Regions from separate parts of the Anas platyrhynchos genome. Here region 1 is linked to region 2. Evidence: chromatin contacts called from public Hi-C data. All regions are on one chromosome and are shown on one strand. The core of a region is the stretch at or near the end of the contact, and the rest is flanking DNA. Distances in the headings are between cores, read along the strand shown. Region 1 overlaps NLRC5 (NLR family CARD domain containing 5). Region 2 holds the start of CETP (cholesteryl ester transfer protein).

The links. A called contact is a pair of places that touch in the nucleus more often than the background predicts.
Region 1: a contact with region 2 is called in a Hi-C map of subcutaneous adipose tissue, with 2.1 times the contacts expected there. The contact joins the enhancer-like site here to the promoter of CETP in region 2. A contact is called at or near these places in 3 of 8 Hi-C or Micro-C datasets (liver, skeletal muscle and subcutaneous adipose tissue).

Annotation. Positions count from the first base shown.
Region 1 is chr12:11,557,555-11,563,045 of IASCAAS_PekinDuck_T2T, reverse strand. It overlaps NLRC5 (NLR family CARD domain containing 5), which reads right to left. Exons shown (of 48, transcript XM_013099982.5): 33 at 5,138-5,224; 34 at 4,435-4,515; 35 at 3,768-3,851; 36 at 3,289-3,372; 37 at 2,533-2,616; 38 at 1,823-1,906; 39 at 1,647-1,730; 40 at 865-948; 41 at 41-124. Among named protein-coding and RNA genes, the nearest start is that of CPNE2, 13 kb to the left of the region's middle. Within about 2 kb of position 2,720, at least 2 of the 8 cell types and tissues checked have an H3K27ac peak or open chromatin away from gene starts, as enhancers often do. A contact at or near this core is called in subcutaneous adipose tissue, where this site is marked.
Region 2 is chr12:11,512,118-11,517,483 of IASCAAS_PekinDuck_T2T, reverse strand. It overlaps CETP (cholesteryl ester transfer protein), which reads right to left and starts at 2,792. Exons shown (of 16, transcript NM_001310834.1): 1 at 2,636-2,792; 2 at 1,765-1,885; 3 at 893-1,027; 4 at 294-364. The coding sequence starts at 2,792.

The DNA.
Region 1 (5,491 bases), core at 1,471-3,970, 46 kb before region 2:
GCCCTACCTCCTGATGGGACATTGGAAATTACACACTTACAGTAACTCCTCGATGTGCTTGCAACAGGCAAGAGCTTCCATCAGCTTTTCCCCTCCAGTAGGACTAGGACTATTCCCTGAAAGGCTAAAATAAGCATGAAAGATTCTCAGTGACTGAACAAGAACTGGAATGTACCTGCTTAAGATACTTTACTGTGGTCTGGTCTAAGGGAAGACCTGGGTCACTGCAGTGATGGGCTACCTGGGGCTGCAGTGGTATATCCCCATAAATCTCTGGAAAATGGCCTGGGGATTTGTCATGTGTTTACCTCACCTACCGAGTCTCTCCTGCCTTGGCAGATACTGGGAGGAAGGAGCAGTTTTCTTTCTTCCAGAGGGAATTTGGAATTCCTGGTTGTTGTTCAAGTCATTATCAGGTTTTTACTTTCAAAAAAGTTCAAGGCATACTCCAGAGCTGAGCCTAAAATACAACCTGGTTGCTCTCATATCTGTTCCCTCTTATGGGAGATTGTTTGAATCCACATCTCTGAGAGCCTTGTCTGAACACAGTAGAAGCCATATCAGAAGACAGTCTGAAGACAGCCCTGATGAATTTTCAATTTCACCTCTACTTCCACTAGGAAAAGAAAAGCAGTGTAGCAACACTGGGGGACACCACTCTGGGAACCTTACACAGCCCAAGGGAAAACGCTGCATAGATCTGAGACTTGTAAGATTCCCCATGAGTTTGTGTATTTACTTTCCAGGACACAAGGACACAACTCTCTGTTCAAGCAAAGGCCAACAAGTACTGAAGGCTTCCCACACAGGCTTTCCCACCAACTGCAGCAATATCCCAAAATCACTGCAAACAAAGTGACTCACTTGATTCTCTTCAGGTTTTGCATTTCCAGCAGGACAGTGGCTATATTTATCAGGCCTGGATCTCCAATCTTGTTGTGGGCTAGACTTTAAAGAGGAGAAAAAAGGTTGTGTTGCAAAGGAAAATCCCAAGCACCACAGTATGACATCTTATTTAATGTCTCCCATCTGCTGGATGATAGCTCTGACTTTGACAGGAGAATAAAAGAGCTGCTTGTCTTAACTCTCTCATGAAAGACTTGAAGCTGTTAATGAGGCATTAAAAAACTACAAACAGCAATCAAAATCACTAGATCTTGCTAATGGGTAGAAAATTACTTCAGCCAGAATCCCAAAACACAGCTGGCTGTAATCTTCCAAACCACTACGGTCGAGGAGGGACAGGACCTGGGTAGAAAGAAGGGGGTCAAAAAAGCAGAGCAAGCCTGGGGTTGGCTCTAGATTCAGATATTTTCAGAACAGGGAACAGCTTGGTTTGAGGTTCTCTCAGGAGAAAAGGGGGACTCCGGCCCTGTTCTAAACAGGGTTTTCAGAAAATATTTAAACCCAGATGCTAAATTTAACACATTTTCTATGTAACTGCAGCAGAATGACATTAGACCAAACTCTCACCTTCCCAACATCAGGCTCTGATTTACCTCAAACCCCAGCTACCTCATACATGAGCATTTTGTAACCTCTTTGCTTTCACTACATCGTGTATGAGCACATCTGGATCTCTCCAAATGTTGTCACTAGGGGTCACCACTCTGCTGATGTGAGATTGTAAGAAAGACAGAACTTACTTGATTTCTTCCATGCAGTGCATGTTCCTCAAGGCTTCTGCGAGTCTGGAGCAACCATCATTACCGATACTGTTATGGTTCAAGCTGGAAAGGACATCCCCAGGAGAAAGGACATCAAGCTCGTGTTATTCAATACCAGAAGATGGGCTAGAGGTGAGCTGCAGTCACATACTTACATTAGCCTTTTCAGAGATGGCATTTTACAGAGGCCCAGCACAAGCATAGGAATGGCCGCATCACTGAGTTTCATGTGGCCCAGGCTAAAAGACAAAATAACACAGGAACAACTAATTACCCACGGGCAGCTATGAAAGCATTTAGAACAGAAGACAGCAGTACAAGGGCAAAGAGAAATAGGAGTGTATTCTAGTCCTTGTGAGTAGTTTTCAATTTTGTTCCCTAAAACAATTCTACTGGATGCTTTTGGATGCTGATAAAACACCAAGAATCCTAAATCTCTGGAGCAGGGTGCCACCGTGCCCACAATATGGCAAAGCCCTTGTGGTCCAGGGGCGCTTTGTAACAGAAGGATGCCTCACATGTAGGTGCCTGGAAAAGCCACTTCTGCATGCAGGCCACCAGATCATCCTCCAGGAGCAAACTGTTAGCTCTGGAACTGCCACGCTGGAATCACTGCCTCCCAGCAAATACCAGCTACCAAAACACTTGATTTCTTCACTCGATGTTCCTTGCCCCAGACCACTGATCTCTGTTTCTCCTATCCATCCTTCACTGCATATAAAAGGGTGTTGTTGCTTTTTCCCTATCTGAAGTCCTCTAGCCATACAGAAAACTATGTCTGTACATAGTACAAACAGGAGAGTGTGTAGTTTAACTACAGCTTTGAGAAAGACCTGGCAGACACTGGACAGCCTGGTACACTCACCTGAGCTCTTCAATGGCCTGGCACTTCTGCAAGCCTGTGATCAAGTAATCAATCCCAGTTGGCATAATACTGCAAGAGGTCAGCCTGAGAAATAGCGAAGATTAGATAAGAAGGTCAGTTCTCAGCACAGCGAGAAAAGGGAGTTTACTTCACTGACAAGCCTGCTGTCCCATTCCAAACTCTGGCCAGCAGAGGGACCAATATCAGGGACCAATGAGTTTGGAGAGAATTCCCCATCTCCAGTGTACAGGACTATGAGGAGTGGGTAGTTCAGAGAGATCTCTAAGACACAGGATATACACGTGCAGACCATCTCTGGGCTAACCAATCCCCCCAGCATTCTACTGGACAGAGATACCCTTTATAAGCTTGCCTCTCATTTATGAACTTGCAGCAGACAGTTGAAGAGGGCTGTGAAAAGGACTGAATGATACTCATACCAGAAAAATCTTTTACATAGTAGGGCAGTATAAAATTACGTACAACGTAAACAAAAGCCAAGGTCTCCATCTTAAGCCACTTTCATTTGCCAAAAGGAAAAGAGGAAAACCTTGAAACATGCAAATGATGGCTCTACAACCACTCACAACACAGGCTACACAGAGCTGTTGAGTTCACAAGCTAGACATAGCGCAGCAGAGATCACAAAGCTCATGGCCATATTCCAGAAAAAGCGATTCAGAGAGCATCAGGGTCAGACGCACAGGGCTGAGCAAACCATAAAGCATAAAGAAGCGACCACAGATGGGGACATACTCAAACTTCTTCAGCTTTGGAAGAGGTAGCAAAACTGTGACTAGAATTTTTGTGTCATCATCGTGGAGTTCAACATGAGACCATCTGCAAGAACAGAACAACAGATCTGAGCTGATGATCCACTGGTGACAAAAGGTTTGTACCAAGCCTACAGCTAAAGCACCCCAGTGCTGGGACACTCAAGAATTGTCAAGATATTGACACTTGACATGGTCCCAGTGTATCTCCCAGTCATGATGGGAGAGCACAGATTAGTTGGTTACAGGGGAGATTTAGATGCCTTCACGGGATACCCCAGGAAACCATGAGGTTTATGGGTCTTTTCTGTTTCCCATTCAAACACTCAAGGTAGGGGATCCAGAGGGTAGGGACTGTTACCTTGCACTGGCCTCTCCCCGACCCACTGTGTGCCCTCACAAACAGAAAAAGAAAAGCTACTCTCTTCCCCCAAAAATCATCTGTGATGCCTGGCAACTCACCTCAGTTCCTGAAGCTGGATGCATTTTTCAAGAACCCTTTGATAGAAGCAAGCACGCTTGATTTCTGGCTCATGGAGATTCAATCTGCAGGTTACAAACACACACAAGTTAACAGGGATGATCAGCAATTCCCATGGTTATACACAGCCTTCCCACTGCAGCAGCTGGTGCCCTTTATGGCCAAGCTTAGGAACAGATCAGGGCTTGGGAAATGCCCTCTCCAGACTCTCCTGTGTCTTGTCTACACCACAGTCTAGCACAGTGAAACACAGCCCTCCCCAACTGCACAAGATCAGTGCTGCCTTCTTCAGCTACACAAAGGGAAGAAGACACTGATGCTGTTCTTGTCCTACAAGTTCATGCAGAAACCAGCATGTTGTAACGGTCTCTGAAGTGCTCAAGTCTTCTGAGCAAGCACCCCTGGTCCTGCAGGGAAGATAGAAGATTTTTATAGCCTTAAGTAGTTCCAGTATGGGTGTCCTGCAAATCACGTGTGCACAAATAAGGTTCCTCTGCCTTTCAGAACACCATAGAGGTGTTCTGAACACCATAGAGGTGTTCTGAAACTGAATGTATGGAGATGAGAGCCTCAGACACTCTGAAGATATTTTTCATCCCATGGTGAGCAGCAGAACAAGTGGAAAATGACAAATAGATGCTTTCTCACCTGCTAACGACTGATTCCACCTTCTCCAGGCAGCATGGGAAGCTTACGCCTAATTGGAAGAGGCTTTTATCTTTACATATCCTGGAAGATAGAGATTAGAGAACATCATAAACCTGTGCACTCTTGAGGGAGCAAATCATGTTTTAAAGAAGAAAAACAGAGCACGGGATGGGACAAGACTATGCTGCTATATGAATGCTAACCATGCATTTCCAAACAGGTTTGCAATGTTTAAACTAAAAAAACAGCCTCTAATTGTAAATGAGCCAGTCCATGGGCAGCATAGGTCACAGAGCTGCTTCCTATGGCCCTGTTCTGTGACTGGATCCTTTGATGTTCAAGTACACCACAAGCTCGGTCAGCAGCTTTTTCTGTGATGGGGAGAGCACACCTCTGCTGCATGAATTCTCTGTGCCCAATACAAACTACATATCTGGACATCCCCTCTCCCAAGGGAGACCAAGAACAGGGCCTCCTTTCCACTGAACCTCTAAGCTGTGTGACCACAAACTTTGTAAGAACTTCAACCTTCCAGGCATTTGGGTCTAAGTCAACTTAAGGTGGTTAATGGCTTACAAATGCACTGGCGTCAGAGCATAGAGAACAAGAGTAAGTTGAAGTGCTGGCTTCAATACTGTTTCTTTACAAGTCCCAGGCTAAATTAAAATATCTAAAAGATACCAGAACTTGAGGTGCTACTTACGTGATTGCAGTAATGTTTCCACAGGCCTGGACAGCCAGCTCAAGAAGGTTCATGACACTTTTTTTACATACCCATGGCTCTTTTATGCTGTAAAGCACAAAACAGACAGCTATGCTTTATTCACATGCACAGATCCTTCTCTGCCTCCGTCAGCTGAGTGCTCAGCAGTCTAATATACACAGCAGGGACTCTTTGCTCATCAAAGTAATGTGTACATAGGAAACAGGATGCAAACGGAGAACAGAGGAGAAGCAGCCCCTGTGGAGGAGGATGCAAACTTCTCTTCTGTATGCTTACCACTGACAGCAATGAGAAGGAGCCTTGCCCTTGTGGCTCTAAGAAAACACATTTTGG
Region 2 (5,366 bases), core at 1,543-4,042:
CTGAACACTCCAGAAGGCCAGGCAGTCTTTCACTTTCTGCTGGTGCATCCCAGCATTACCTTGCTGAAATGGTTTGTACCAGCTCCCTGCTCTCGGGCTGTTAGGATTACGAGCATTTTGAGGGCCAGCTTGGCTCCAGCCCGGTGTGCAGGGTGGCAGAGGCAGGTGCCACCTGGTCCCCACCGAGGTGCACGGAGCCAGCCCCTGCTTGCCACTCCCAGCCCCAGCTGTGGCTTGGGTAGAAACAACTGTGCAAAGGTCCCTATGGCTCGTGGTTCCCAGCTGTTACTTACTCAGTTTAATGTTTATCTGCAGGTCGATGGAAGACTCGATTTCAAAATCAACTGAATGAAAAAGCTGTAGACTGTAGGGGCAGAAGAGAGGACAGTCATCAATGGCACACGCATGTGGGAGCAGCTTTTCCTGACTGCACTCTAGCCACAGGGCAGGTTTCTTTCGCAGCACCTTTTACATCTTTCCTTGCACCACAGTGTGCAAAGCCCTGGCACGCAGCAGCCCGCCTCAGATAATCCGGCTTTAAACCATTGCAAGCCACCACTTAAGAGAACGGGAGCATTAAAACCATTTGTACTGCACGCAGATAACATTTACAGAGCAACGACGGGGAGGGAAAAAGTCAGCTGGTACATTTTAGCCTTTTCATCTCGTGCAAGAGGCAATGGTGAGGACAGAGAGGCAAAAAGTGACATGAGAAAAAGAGCGATGGGGGCAAGCAGCACTGCTGGAGTATAAAATACTGCCTTGCTCAGGCTCCCTTTGCGAGGGAGCCAGAAGAGCACGGCCCCTCTACCTTCACCCACGCTGTGGGCTGCCTTGGCCTGGGGGCAGTGGCAGGATCCAGGGCTGCGGTGCTCAGCCCCCGGGTACTTACAACCAGGCCCCAGCATAGCCGTAGGTCAGGGTGCCCTTGAAGACGGCCGTCACATTTTTAATGGCAATGTCAATGGCATCATTCTCCTTGAGCTCCACCTCACTCTGCTCGATGGACAAATCGTTGACCTGGATGCTAAAAATGACAAAAAAAAAAAAAAAAAAAAAAAAAAAAGAATTGTTCCCGGTGGGCACTTTTTATGACTGGGTGCAACAGGTTTGCTCCTGAGGTTTCTGTGGGATTTGTGCCAGCTCTGGGAAGCACCAGGGAGCTCAGCCTCGGTGCACAGCTCCTCCCCTGCTACACACTTCCATACACATTTAGGGATCACTTGAACGCTTGAAGCTGGGAACACACAGCAATGTGCTGTGTAAAAACCTCTGTTTTATTGTAGTGCTCTTCTTTTTCCAGTAGCAGTCACAGCAGGAAATCTACCCCGTGTTTGCATCATTGCATTTGTCATTTCCAAATAATCCCCCTGTTGGTAACACGGTGAAACCCAGCTGTCCTTGCCACCAAGCAGGTCCTGTGCTGAGGGGTGTTCTAGCAAGGACGAGCCCTTGGCACCACCTATCGACAACAGCCCTGAGAGCTGGACAGCCCCTTCCAGCCCCAGGACCGCACTCCCTGTCCTGCTTTTCAGAGACCTGCTCTTCTCTGCTTCCTCGCTGTCCTCCCAGGGAGCTGGAAAAGCTCTCCAAAAAAACGCACGAACAGCCTAAACCTTCACGTGGAAATGACTTGTCTGAAAGGCCTGGATAAGAAAGTGCATCTCTGTCTTTGCTTTCTCAAGTAATTACTGGACCAAAGCTCCCTTCCCAGGCCACCATTCCCTGCCCTCCGCCAGCCCGCGGTGCCCCAGCGATACTCACTTGCTTAGCCCGTAAGCCACCTTGCCAAGGAGCCGCACGGACCTTTCCCCGGTGATATTTGGGAAGTTGGCATTCCTGAAGGCTGCTTGAATGACCTGTGCTGTTTCCTGGTTCACTGTCGGTGGAAGAAAAGAGCAAAGATAACTGAAGTGCAGTCCCTTCGAGCTGCAGAATCAGGTCTGCACCTGGGATTAAAGCACACGCCACATCTGTGCCATCGGGGCAGATTTTGGCAAGGTCAAAGCTGTTCTTGTCTTTGTGCTGCACAAGCCATTGACTTTACCCTTGGGCTTTGTTCTGTTGCTGCTTGCAGAGATTACCGGCAGCTGCTGGGGCTCCAAAGAAAAGCTTCTGAGACTGAACTTTCTGCACCCATTTTCCTAAAATTATCCAGCCTGTACCAGCCTCAGGCCAGGGGATGAGTTTTGGGCAGGCATTTTTCCTTCCAGAAATACCCGCTCTTATTCCTGCACTATCATCAGAGAGGATGGGATAGAGCTGAGTCCACCTTTTGCAGAAATTCTTCCCCCACCCACAAAGCCCCCAAGCCCTTGTAAAAACAGCAACAACAAATAAACAGAGGGGGAAAAAAAGAGAAGAAAAAAAGAAAAAAAACAGCAGTGAAACCTCACTTCTCCCCTTCTGCAGACTGATCCCCAAGAGGCAAAATGTCCATCACTGGTTAGCTCCAGATCTTCCGTCCCACCAGCCTGGGCACCATCCCTACCCCCCAGGCAGGTAGCAGCACACCTTGCCAGAAGAGCAGTTTCCACGAGAGCCAGGGAAGCAAGAAATCCCCTCACCTGGCCGATCTGCCATCACTACCTTCTGACGGAGGGGGAAAACGCAGTCCCGCATGGCGGGCACTTACACAGCAACGCCGCGGGCTTGGTCATCCTGCAGACGATCCCCGTGGCTCTGTCAGGGACTGGCCCAAACTCACAGGCTGCTGCTGCGTGGACGAGCACTAGCAAGATCCCGACGAAGATCCCAGAAGATCCCAGCCTCATCCTGCCAGCCCAGAGCATCCCCAGACGGAGCAGAGCGCGCTGAGAAGTGACTGATTCCCTCCCGGCCAAGGCTGCTTTCATACCTCCAAGCGGAGCTCGTTCAAAGCAGGACATGACCTGCTTCCTCCGGTTATCAAAACTCATCACACATTTCCTAATCTGCCTATAGCTTCCTCAGCCCCCGTCAAGTCGCACGTTGCCTTCCTCCCGCAGCTGGCGCTTGGGCTGCAGGACGTGGCTCTCCTGCCAAGACTGCAGAGCTCGGGGGACGCTGCGTCGGGGTGCTGGGGAAGGCTGGGTACGGAGCTGGGGTGGGATGAAGCCAAGGGAGCAGCCCCACGCTCAGTTCATCATTTGCTCTTGGCACAGAAGCATTCCACGTTTTGTACTCCCGCAGCAACGTCTCAGCAAAGTGCACTTGGAAAGACACCAGCCTGTGTCATCAGCCACCCCTCACCCCCTGGTTTTAGGCACACAGTGGGGAAATGGAGGCACGCTGTGCTGAGACCACATCCCTGCAGCGCTCTGTGAGCACAGGGCTGAGGCTTTCTGCCCCTCAGAGGGATTTGTGGACTGCCTCTAGTTTGCTGCCTTTCAGGTAAGGATGAATCATGCACCTGGCTCCTCAGCTGCTATTTAGGAAACCTCAAAAACCCACAATTCAAATCTGCTCCTTGCGCACACCCACCCTGCACACCACAGACTCCGAACCTCGTTGTGGTGCTGGGGCCAACCACAAAATGAGATCCAGGGCCAAAAAAAAAAAAGAGCCTGGTTGTTTCCTTAGTAAGACTCCCACAAAGCAGCTTCCCCACAGGATGGATGGCAAAGGGAAGGTGAGACCTCAGCGCTGCGGGGAGCGGTCAGCACCCCTGGGTGAGGCAAGGCACCGGCCTCCGTCCTCTCCCTGGCGGACACCTCGTCCTCCCGCAGCGGGTGAGCACGTTTCCTCCGGGGAGCCCTGCTGTCCGGCGGCCCCCGCCCTGCCACTTTGTTTTCTTCCTGAGTTGAGAAAGTGAACGGCCTTGGGTACCCTGCCGGAGGCACTCGCGGTCACCAAGCAGCCCAGGAGCACGGCGGCCTGGGACAGGCTCCCGGCCACCGTGTTATAAACAGGGAACCAAAGCTGCACCAGGCACGGACCCATCACAAGGTGAGCTCCCGTGTTCATGTGTCAATTCGATTCAAGAGACTGTCCTCCTGCTGTGGCTCTGGCTTCTGTCCTTCAGCTCACGGCCTCCCCAGCAGCCCTGGGGGACACCAGGACAGCGGCCAAGGCTGGCACAGGGAGGTTCCTCCAGCCACACTGTGGCAAAATCCTTCAGCATCGAGACACTTAAACCATCAGAGGTGATTTCAGCTGTCGGATGTGACAGCAGCACACCGCCTGCATCCTCGGCTGAGCTTTTGGCAGAGGAAGGCCCAGCTGCTCCACACCTACAGCAGGAGCCGTGCAGTCACCATGAGAGCAGAGCAGCACCCCGGAGTTCACAGCCACCCCTCCACCCAAGGCAGGAGCCACTACCAGCAAAAAGGAACAGCAAAAAGCAGGCGTTTGGGTACAGGGGCTGCTGCCCAGGGTGTGTAAGAGCAAGGAGCCAGCCCCAAGATGCTGGTCCTGGTGACCGAGGCATTTGCAGCCTCCTTAACCGATGGCTCCTGCAGCGAGGACAGGCAAGGACAGGGGACTACTGCTGGGCATTGACCTCCAGCAGGAAGGGAAAAGCCAATTTCCACCCACAGCAGCAGCAGCACGCTGCGTGTGGCGGTGCCACGAGCATCACTGCCCTGGAGTAACCAGAGCAGAGGCCAGCACAGGGAGAACAGAGCAGCCTGCCTGCCCTCTACACAAGGCCACGCTGTGCTAGCATCAGGCAGGGCAGGTTTAAAAACCCGAAGAAAGGTTAAGCTCCCAAGCTGCCGCTCTAGTGCTCGCAAAGGGAACGGTGGAAGATGTTTTTGATAAGTATTTGCTGCCTCAGGTTTTCTCTGGAAGCTGTGCACTCACCACCTGGCTGGGGGCTGTACGCTGGGGTTGTTTTTCCACCCCCCCTGCAATATCCAGGGGTTTGTGGTGGTGCCGGTAATCTTTACACTGCATTGACCTGAATGCTCGGTGTTACCCTGCAGCTGCTTCCTGAGATAGCCTTCCAGGTAGCCTGGCCACGCTCTGCGCTGTCAGCAAGACGGGTTCCAGCACCACCTCCAGGACTCCTCCAGCAGCTCAGCCCCAGGATGGCCCCGAGGGAAAGCACAAGCCCAGCTGCTCCTGCCTGACACAGATCCAGTACCAGGGAGGTAAAGGACAAGAAGTGTCCAGCACCAGCCCTTGGAGGCTGTGGTTGTGCATCTTTTGCATTATCCAGGGTTGTGGTCAGTCCCCGGCAGCAGGAGTCTTTGGTTGGAGAGATCCAGCTTCAAAAATGTAGTCAAATTTGTACCACAACAGGCTTGAACATTACACAGGAAATAAAACCACAAACCCATTTGTGAATTGAGATAAACCATCACCTGGGAGGTAAACAACCTTTAATACTTTCTGAACCATGAAGACTTGAATGCCTTCCATGAACTTGTACCAAAGTCCACCTA